2 separate regions of the Gossypium hirsutum genome follow, and region 2 is linked to region 1. The links are chromatin contacts, called in public Hi-C maps. All regions are on one chromosome and are shown on one strand. The core of a region is the stretch at or near the end of the contact, and the rest is flanking DNA. Distances in the headings are between cores, read along the strand shown. Region 1 has its middle 16 kb from the start of LOC107950470. Region 2 holds the start of LOC107950469 (probable trehalose-phosphate phosphatase J).

Region 1 (4,443 bases), core at 626-3,125:
AACGAAAAATTTTAACTCCATAAACAGGTTAAGATTTTGTAATGTGTCTTTAAATTGTATTTAAAATTTTTTAAATTAAATAAATAAGGCATGCATGAGTGAAGCTAAAAATATTTTTTTGGACGGATTTTAGTTGTATATTTTTATGAGAGCTAAAATGTAATTTCAAAATTTTAATGGTTTATATCTTTATAATTTTTTAAAAGACTAAATTAAAATTTTATCATTTTTAGGGAGTCAAAGTACAGTTTCACCATGTACTATTTTAAAATTTTATAAAATTTATAAAGCAAAAACTAATTTTCCATTTTAAGGAGGTCGAGGCTGTTGCCAACCTTTCTCGGGCGCCACCTCTAAAGACATTGTGGCAAAATATCAACCCTGCTTATGGAATAAAAACTTTCCAAATAATTACCGTTGGACTATGTTTAGATTGGGAGTGAAGGGGAAAAAGGTCTTTTCCTTCCTTAATCTTTCCTTTTTTCCCCCTAAAAATAGGGTTAATAAATTCATATTACTATAATTGCTTCTTTCATTGTTTAATTATAAACTAGTTTAAAAAATTGAACATTTTACATATTATTATTTTTAAAAAAATTTCCAAAGCTCAGTTTCACTCTCATCATAATTTAATAATTTTTCTTTTTTCTTTTCCTTTTTATCTTTATTTATAATTAAAAACAATTTAATAAAATGTATATTTAAATAATCTTATATTCCGTTAAACAAATATCAAAATATTACATTTTAACCCAATTAACGAGAATAGCATAAATATATTAATTAATGTAAATAAAAGTAATCAAACATTCCCCATCAAAATACCTTTAAAGTATACTCAAACCAATTAAGAAAAGTGGGGCTAGTTTTTTTAACACCATGGATTGTAATGAATGCTTTTATAAAAATTCCACAAGTATCTAAAGTGAAGAGAGACCAAACATTACATGATACCCAAAAAGCAAAAAAAACCATGGAAATGATCTGTGGAACGATGTCCTGCAAAGGAAACAAAAGATAAGTGATGGGCTTTTTACATGTGATGCACAGCTAAATTTGGTGTGTTTGAAGTTGAAACCCTCAACCAACCCAACCACCTGTTTTGTCTTTACCATGTGGGAGTTGGTGTGGTTGGAGAAAATAAATTTGTTGGGTCACTTTTGCTATTACTAGGATTGTTCATTTTGCCAAGTAATTGGTTTGTGTTATAGATCAATGATTGGTTATGATACACATGTAACACTAATTCCTAATCATTATTATTTATTAAAGTGTTTTTATCTCTACATTTGTATAAATATTTTAGGGTCAATTACACCCAACGCCATTAAATTATTAGTAAGTTTATGTTTTAGTCACTCAACTTTAAAAAGTTGTAAAATGGTCATTGAACGATTTGAAAATTTTCATTCAAGTCATTGAACTATTAAAATCGTTGTTGTATGGCCTTCTTTGTTCGCACCGCCTGCACCAGTCAAAAGCTCTCATTCTCCTTCTATTTTATAATTTAGTTTTTTTTTCATGAAATAACTTTGAACGTCACGAACCTGCGAACCAAGATCCAAATAGTTTTTTTTCTCTAATCTTCGATATTGATAGTCAGGTTGACTTAGATCTAAGGTATGTTCTTCTACTCGTCGACCGGTATTGACCCAGTGTATTAATCGTCAAACCGTCGCTTGGAGCTTACTAGCCGGACTTTAAGAAAAAAAATAGCTTAACAATCTAGTGACTTAAATAAAAACTTTTGAACAATTCAGTAACTTTTTAAAGTTATTTGTCGCTTCACTTGTGATTCAATCAAGATGTGTTTATTTGGGTTTAAAATTATCAAATTCATTATAAGTGTGGACTTATGTTTTGGGCCGGCCCTGCTCTCCTCATTATTTTCAAGTCATCCTGAAGGCCCAAAATTTCTCATTGACTAATATCAATCCTATTCTACATAAGGCCCAAAATCTGAATAATTTGGTAAAAACATTTTTCTAGTCCCTTTCAAAATTGATATTAAGCAAATTGGTCCTTTTAAATATTAAAACTTAACCTTAAATTAATCTGAAGTCCCAAAACTTCAGTCTTTGCCAATAGTTACACTTTAAACATTATTATGTCATTAAAAAGAAATTTGAAAATATATAATATCATAACTACACCACATGAACCTACTTATCTTCCTTTGTGATTATACTTTGGGCTAAAAGTTATTCAATTTCCAATATCTGACTCCATTGGGCAACCCTTAAACTAGCTAGTCGCTGTAGTTAGGGCCTGTTGGAGCATCTAAATTAATAGCTTAATAACTTCACAATAAATGTAAGGTAAGGTTTTTAAAATTTGATTGGTGATTAAACTGGTCAAATCATCAATTTTTAATTTGATCAATTTAATCAGTTTAATTGATTTGATTATTCAATTTAATGAGTTCAATCTATTTACGGATAAATCGATTTAATATTTTTCTAGACTGATACCATAATTAATTTTCAATTCAACAAGTTGATATGATCTAATTCGATTATAAAAATAATGCTTTTAATAAGTTCAAGTCTTTACAAATTAATTTAAAGAGTTGATATAAACACTACAAAAGTGACAATTGATTAGTTGGATCCAAAAAAACTCGAAAAATGACTGAAATGTTTTTTTTTACTTAAAGAAAATCAAAATTGAATCGACTTTGACAAAATTAAATTGGATTTTTTTTTGTTGAATTACAATAATAGGGTAAATCCCGAACAACCAATGCGACTAGCGCGACTTGAATCCAGGCCACACCTAGGATGATGAATACCCTTGACCATTAGGCTATCACATGGGGTTTCTTTTGGTTGGTTAATTGACATTATTTCCTATTTCTTTATTTTTATTGCGAAATTATTAAGTTATTAATTTAAGTTATTTATCTAGACTATTATTTAAGTATGTGACCAAATTGATTTTATATTTACTTTGGTAATAAAAAAATTGACTATTTCATAAGAATAAAAAATAAAAAAAAAAATATTTTTCAGATTTGAGGATAACAATAACTATAAATTTTACCATATTATGCGTGCGGAAACTACGGATTTAGAACACATATACTTATTTAAAGGTAACATATTTTAATACTTTTGGGTTTCATTTTTGAGTAATATGTATAATTTATTAATTGGATTCAATTTTTGGATAGTGTGTAGGAAATTAGTAATTATAATTGGGTTTTGAATTTAGGTAAAGGATTGTGTTTGGATTTATATGTTTTTAAAAGTTATAAATTTAATATATATTTTAAACTCAGTTAATTCAAATTAAGATAGAAATCGATTCGAGTTAATCATTCTACTTGTTTTTCTCTAATTAATCGATAATTAACTTAACGAAATTTAAATCGATTGATTCAATTATTTTGATGAGTTTTAATCAAACTTTCAAACACCCACATTTAGAAAACACCAATGATGAGAATCTCATTTTCTTTTTTCCTTGTGGGAAAGGTAATGTCCCTAGGAGTGGGAGAGGACCAAAACCTTTAGTCACGCCTTGTTGAGCATTCTTTGGACTTAGAATTTTCAAAGCTCAATTGTAGACGTTTTTGCCCAAAATAGTTAATTAATTTAGTCAGAACAAGAAAAAGGCCAAAAAAATAATCTTAAAAAAGGTTTCTTTAATCATTATAGCATATATTTTGGCTCGTTTCTTACAATGTGACTGCTAGTTTTGTTTTGTTTTTTTTTTCCTCTGGACAACTTGGGATGTCATATATACACTGAATCATATTCTATTCACCCATTCTTTTACATTTGCTTGTCTTTGTGGGACTAAAATTTTATGTCTTTATGACAGTTCTAAGCTCTCTTCTTTTGACCATTTCATTGTCTATCATCCTCGTTGTTTAACCATTCAAAGCAAGAATATGGGGAGATAACGAAAGATATCTAATCATGTTAACTCATATATACGGTTTAAGAAAATTAATTCTTACAAGATTTGTAATTGCCTCTCTCAATAATATTATCTTCACAATTCAAATTTAAATTCTCTTCTTAAGAATAAAATATATTTTACCATTGCGCTCAATATTTAATATTAATGCAACCCGTATCTAATTTCATTTGGAATTTGGACAAACAATGGAGCAACATTGCCCTTTTCTTCCTTACATCTCACAAACAATAAGTCTAGATAAACAGCGGCAAAATTAGAGGGGATTGACAACAACCTTGGTAAAATTATTTTAGAGCCCTTTTAAAAATTAAAGAATATAAATTATATAATAATAAAATTTCATTTTGACCCCTCCAAACATTTGTATTTTACTTCCAACCTCTCCAAGAAAAAATTCTAGTTTGATCCCTATTATAGACGTAAAGTATCACTCATGTAATTAATTATTACTACGTGTCTCTTTAAGCTATAAAGAATATTGTAATTTCAATGTGTCAAATCTTGAAGTAGCTACCC
Region 2 (4,147 bases), core at 8-2,507, 67 kb after region 1:
CATTCAGTGTACTGTTCGCAGCTGGTTTTGCTTAACAGGGTGGGTTTTGTCTTTAAGTTGTTAGTTTTGCATTTGCATACAAGGGGCATTGAAATAGCAAATGCCCCCCAATCATGTATACATTATAAATTTATTATATGTTTATAAAAAAAATTGATGTCCCTCAAACAAAATTTTAAAATTTTCTCGATTCTGAATTTAGTTATGACTTGATTATAGCATACTATAAGTTTAGGGATGGCAATAGGATGTATTTCCTGAAATATTCATATCTTGAATTAGATATTAATTTACTTAACCTAAAAAACCAAAGATATACCTGATTTTTAGCCCGACTTGATATATCACATCTTTTAAATTTTTAAATATTTTCATCACAATGGAAGAATATTTGTTAATTTTTTATTAATTCTTTTCTAGGTATATTAGAGTAAATATTAATATATTTTTTATATATACTCAATGTTTATTTTACTATTTATATTTAGAGTTTGTTTTCAACTCTCCTTCTCAATAATATCATATTCAACGCTAAAACTTTTATTTTCTCATAAAAAATGAAATCTACCTTACCACTTTACTCAATATTTATTTGTCATTATCGCATATTTTAAACAAATATTATATAAGAGTATTTGAGTAATTTACATAGGAGGAGATTAGATGGGTTTTTTTCGAAACTCGATTCAATCTCAATATGTCCAGTCCCACCTTGACACTTAATTTCAAAAAAAAATGTTTAATACTAGCAAATCGAGTTATGTGGAAGTGGATCGAATGTTTTTTCAATCCCTAACACACACTCTCTCTCCCTACTCCCGAGGAAAAAAATGAAGAAATTTCATGGTAAAGCTCCATAATTTCAATTTTAACATTTCAAGACAAGTTGGTCGCTGGTGGATCCAAAATCCACCCAAATAGGATCCAATTAAAACAAAAATAGTAAAATACATCTCCCATAATCCAGTGGGTCTAACATGTGACTTGGTTATCCACGTGTCAGAAACCCACATCATGTGTATCATCCCAACCAATGTCTTCCACGTGGCTTGACCACTAGCAGCCAATTAAAAAAAAGCAGATTAATTACCTTCCTCAGAAAAAAAAAACCAGCTCTCTCTCTCTCTGTAATATGGGCCCCAAAATCAACAACTAGGATGGGTCCCACATATTTCTAAGAGTTTCGTTGTCGTCCGTTTATGTCTGGTTTTTTTTTTTTGGCTTATAAAAACCAGCTTCAACTCCTCCATGTCTCACTCACATACATTCCCTTCACTCTTCCTCTCTTCCATATATTTTCCCTTCATTTTTTCCTTGTTTTTCACGAATCTTTGGGTTCTTCTTTTTTTGTTGTTTCAGTTCCTTAATCTTTGGGTTTCAAAAAAAAAAAAGAAAAAAAAGCAGAGTACTCTGTAAATTCCTCTGGTTGGAATTTTGAACTCTCTCCTCTTACATTAACATTAACAACCAAACACTTGTTGGGTTTTGAGATTTTCTTTTAATTACCTTAATTTCCAAAAATGGGTAAGTTCGGGTTTTTTTTTTTTGGTGGTGGGGAGTGGGAAAACAAAAAACAAAACATGTGTGCTTCGGTTTTTAAGGTATCTTACCTTTACTAAAAATGTTTTGAATGTTGGGTTTGTTCTTATTTATTGCAGTGAGTTTCATTGAAGAAAGACCAAAGAACATCGCCGCCGGTCAAAACATGGTCTCTGATCCAAAATCAGCACAGAAACCACCGGCACCACCTGGTTTTATATCCATTTCCAGAAAGAAATTGCTTCAAAACCTTGAAATCAATGCCGGAGCTAGAGTTAATTCATGGGTCGATTCCATGAGAGCTTCTTCTCCAACTCATATGAAATCAGCACCGTCCATTGCTGATGATCAAGGTTCCTGGAATGTAAGTTCAAATGGGTTTTCTTTTTCTTTTCTTTTTTTTTCCTTTCATAAAGATTCTGATTTTCTTTTTCCTTTTTGGATTAAATTGTTCAGCTAAACCATCCATCAGCACTAGATATGTTCGAACAGATAATCGATGCATCAAAAGGGAAACAAATCGTAATGTTTCTTGATTACGATGGCACTCTTTCACCAATCGTAGCCGATCCAGATCGGGCTTTCATGTCTAAGAAGGTTAGCTGTTTGTTAATATGACGAGTGACTACTTTCCCTGTGCTGTTTTTAGCATTGATTTCCCTTTTTTTTTTTTTTTGTATTACACCAGATGAGAAAGACAGTGAGAAAGCTAGCCAAATGTTTCCCTACAGCTATAGTGAGTGGCAGATGCAGGGACAAGGTGTATAATTTTGTCAAATTAGCTGAGCTATACTATGCTGGAAGCCATGGCATGGACATTAAAGGCCCTGAAAAAGGTTCCAAATCTAACAAAGTGAGTCAAGTCGTACACGTTATTGCATGAACCAATTGCGTTAAACTGGAAACCAACCACATTTTTTTGACCTTGCTTTGTTACTCTTACAGGATACTGAATCTGTTCTTTTCCAACCAGCTAGTGAATTTCTTCCCATGATTGATGAGGTTTATAAACAGTTGGTTGAAACTACAAAATCAACACCAGGTGCTAAAGTGGAGAACAACAAGTTTTGTCTCTCAGTACACTTCCGTTGTGTTGATGAAAAGGTAATAAAAGAAAAACAGCAAATCACAAATCACTGAACTTTATTACCAGTACCACCATCTGATTGTTTGCTGTGTTTTAAAATACAGAAATGGAGTGAATTGGCACAACAAGTGAAGTCTGTTTTAAAAGACTACCCCAAGCTTCGGCTAACTCAAGGCCGAAAGGTGAGCCATTTGGTGTTAACCGAGTACAAGTTCATACACGTCTATCAATGAATTACGAAACTGATATCTTATATTTGTTTTTCGTAACATGCAGGTTTTGGAAATCCGTCCTACAATCAAATGGGACAAAGGGAAAGCCCTTGAATTTTTGTTAGAATCTCTTGGTAAGTTCTCCATTCTTTCTCTACTTTAAAAAGTTGTCCAAATTATTATTTTTTATTACACGTTCTTTGATCCTGAAAATCGTGTGCACTTCGTGTCTGCGTGTTCATATTACTTAATCATATTTCTAAATCCATAAAGTTTTTAAAGTAAACAGCAGCCATGGCAAGAAGGCATTACTTTATTAAAAATTTGGTAATGCTAGAAAAATAGAACACAATAACATGATATTCTCTGATCACTAATAAATATTTTAATCACTACTTAATTGTTGTGAATGTGTTTTTGTGTTATAGGATTTGCTAACTGTACCGATGTCTTTCCCGTTTATATCGGAGATGATCGGACCGATGAAGATGCATTCAAGGTATACAATGAATAAGCACTTTTTTTTCCTATGAAACCCAGTGGATATTTTAGGTTAATACGTCTGATTTCCATTTTTAGATATTGAGGGACAGAGGCCAAGGTTTTGGTATTCTTGTATCCAAGTTCCCCAAGGACACTAATGCATCCTATTCATTACAAGAACCAGATGAGGTAAGTTCTGAATTATTGTAATAACACGAGTTTTAGTTCAGTTGGTTTTTGATCAACTCATTTTTCTTTTGGATATTTTTGTAGGTCATGGACTTTTTACGACGTCTGGTTGAATGGAAAGAATTATCTCTAAGAACTCAGTCGAGAATGTAGAAGAAAATAAGATAGTGGAAGTATATATTTGTGCACCCTAGCAAAGAAATTGTAAAGGGGGGTGTGAGATTAAAGTAGTAAAATTATTGTTTTAAGATGAGAGAAATGATTATAAAAGCTTTGTACATCTTTGTAACTAGTTGGGGTACAAAGGGTTAAGTCTTGTAGCTTCATAACTTGTCTATTAATGCATAGAAAAGCAATGGTTTCGGATTAATGTTACATATGTGTATTTGTTTAATACGAGTATATTTCTATTTTTAGATTTAAATAATATAATTGGATACTTTAGAATTTAATATCGAATGAAAATCAATAATTTAACTAACATGGACAAAAGAGATTTTATCACATAAACGCAAATTGGTATGTTTTTCAAAGTATTATAAATGTAAATAAATATATTTTAAATAGTCAACTGTTAATCGGTAAAAGACTCGAGTTGGTTTGAAGTTTTGGTTGACATCCATTTATCTACGAATTT

Evidence for each region. Hi-C and Micro-C count contacts between places; a contact is called where the count stands out from the background.
Region 2: a Hi-C map of leaf shows a contact between it and region 1, with 4 times the contacts expected there. The contact joins the promoter of LOC107950469 here to the enhancer-like site in region 1. A contact is called at or near these places in 19 of 34 Hi-C or Micro-C datasets (anther, callus, fibers and 4 more).

Annotation. Positions count from the first base shown.
Region 1 is chrD03:4,227,551-4,231,993 of Gossypium_hirsutum_v2.1, forward strand. No RefSeq gene overlaps it. Among protein-coding and RNA genes, the nearest start is that of LOC107950470, 16 kb to the left of the region's middle. Within about 2 kb of position 1,876, at least 2 of the 9 cell types and tissues checked have an H3K27ac peak or open chromatin away from gene starts, as enhancers often do. A contact at or near this core is called in leaf, where this site is marked.
Region 2 is chrD03:4,295,221-4,299,367 of Gossypium_hirsutum_v2.1, forward strand. It overlaps LOC107950469 (probable trehalose-phosphate phosphatase J), which reads left to right and starts at 1,258. Exons shown (of 10, transcript XM_041089642.1): 1 at 1,258-1,524; 2 at 1,659-1,903; 3 at 1,996-2,136; 4 at 2,228-2,392; 5 at 2,485-2,643; 6 at 2,731-2,808; 7 at 2,903-2,972; 8 at 3,267-3,337; 9 at 3,418-3,510; 10 at 3,595-3,880. The coding sequence starts at 1,521. The coding sequence ends at 3,663.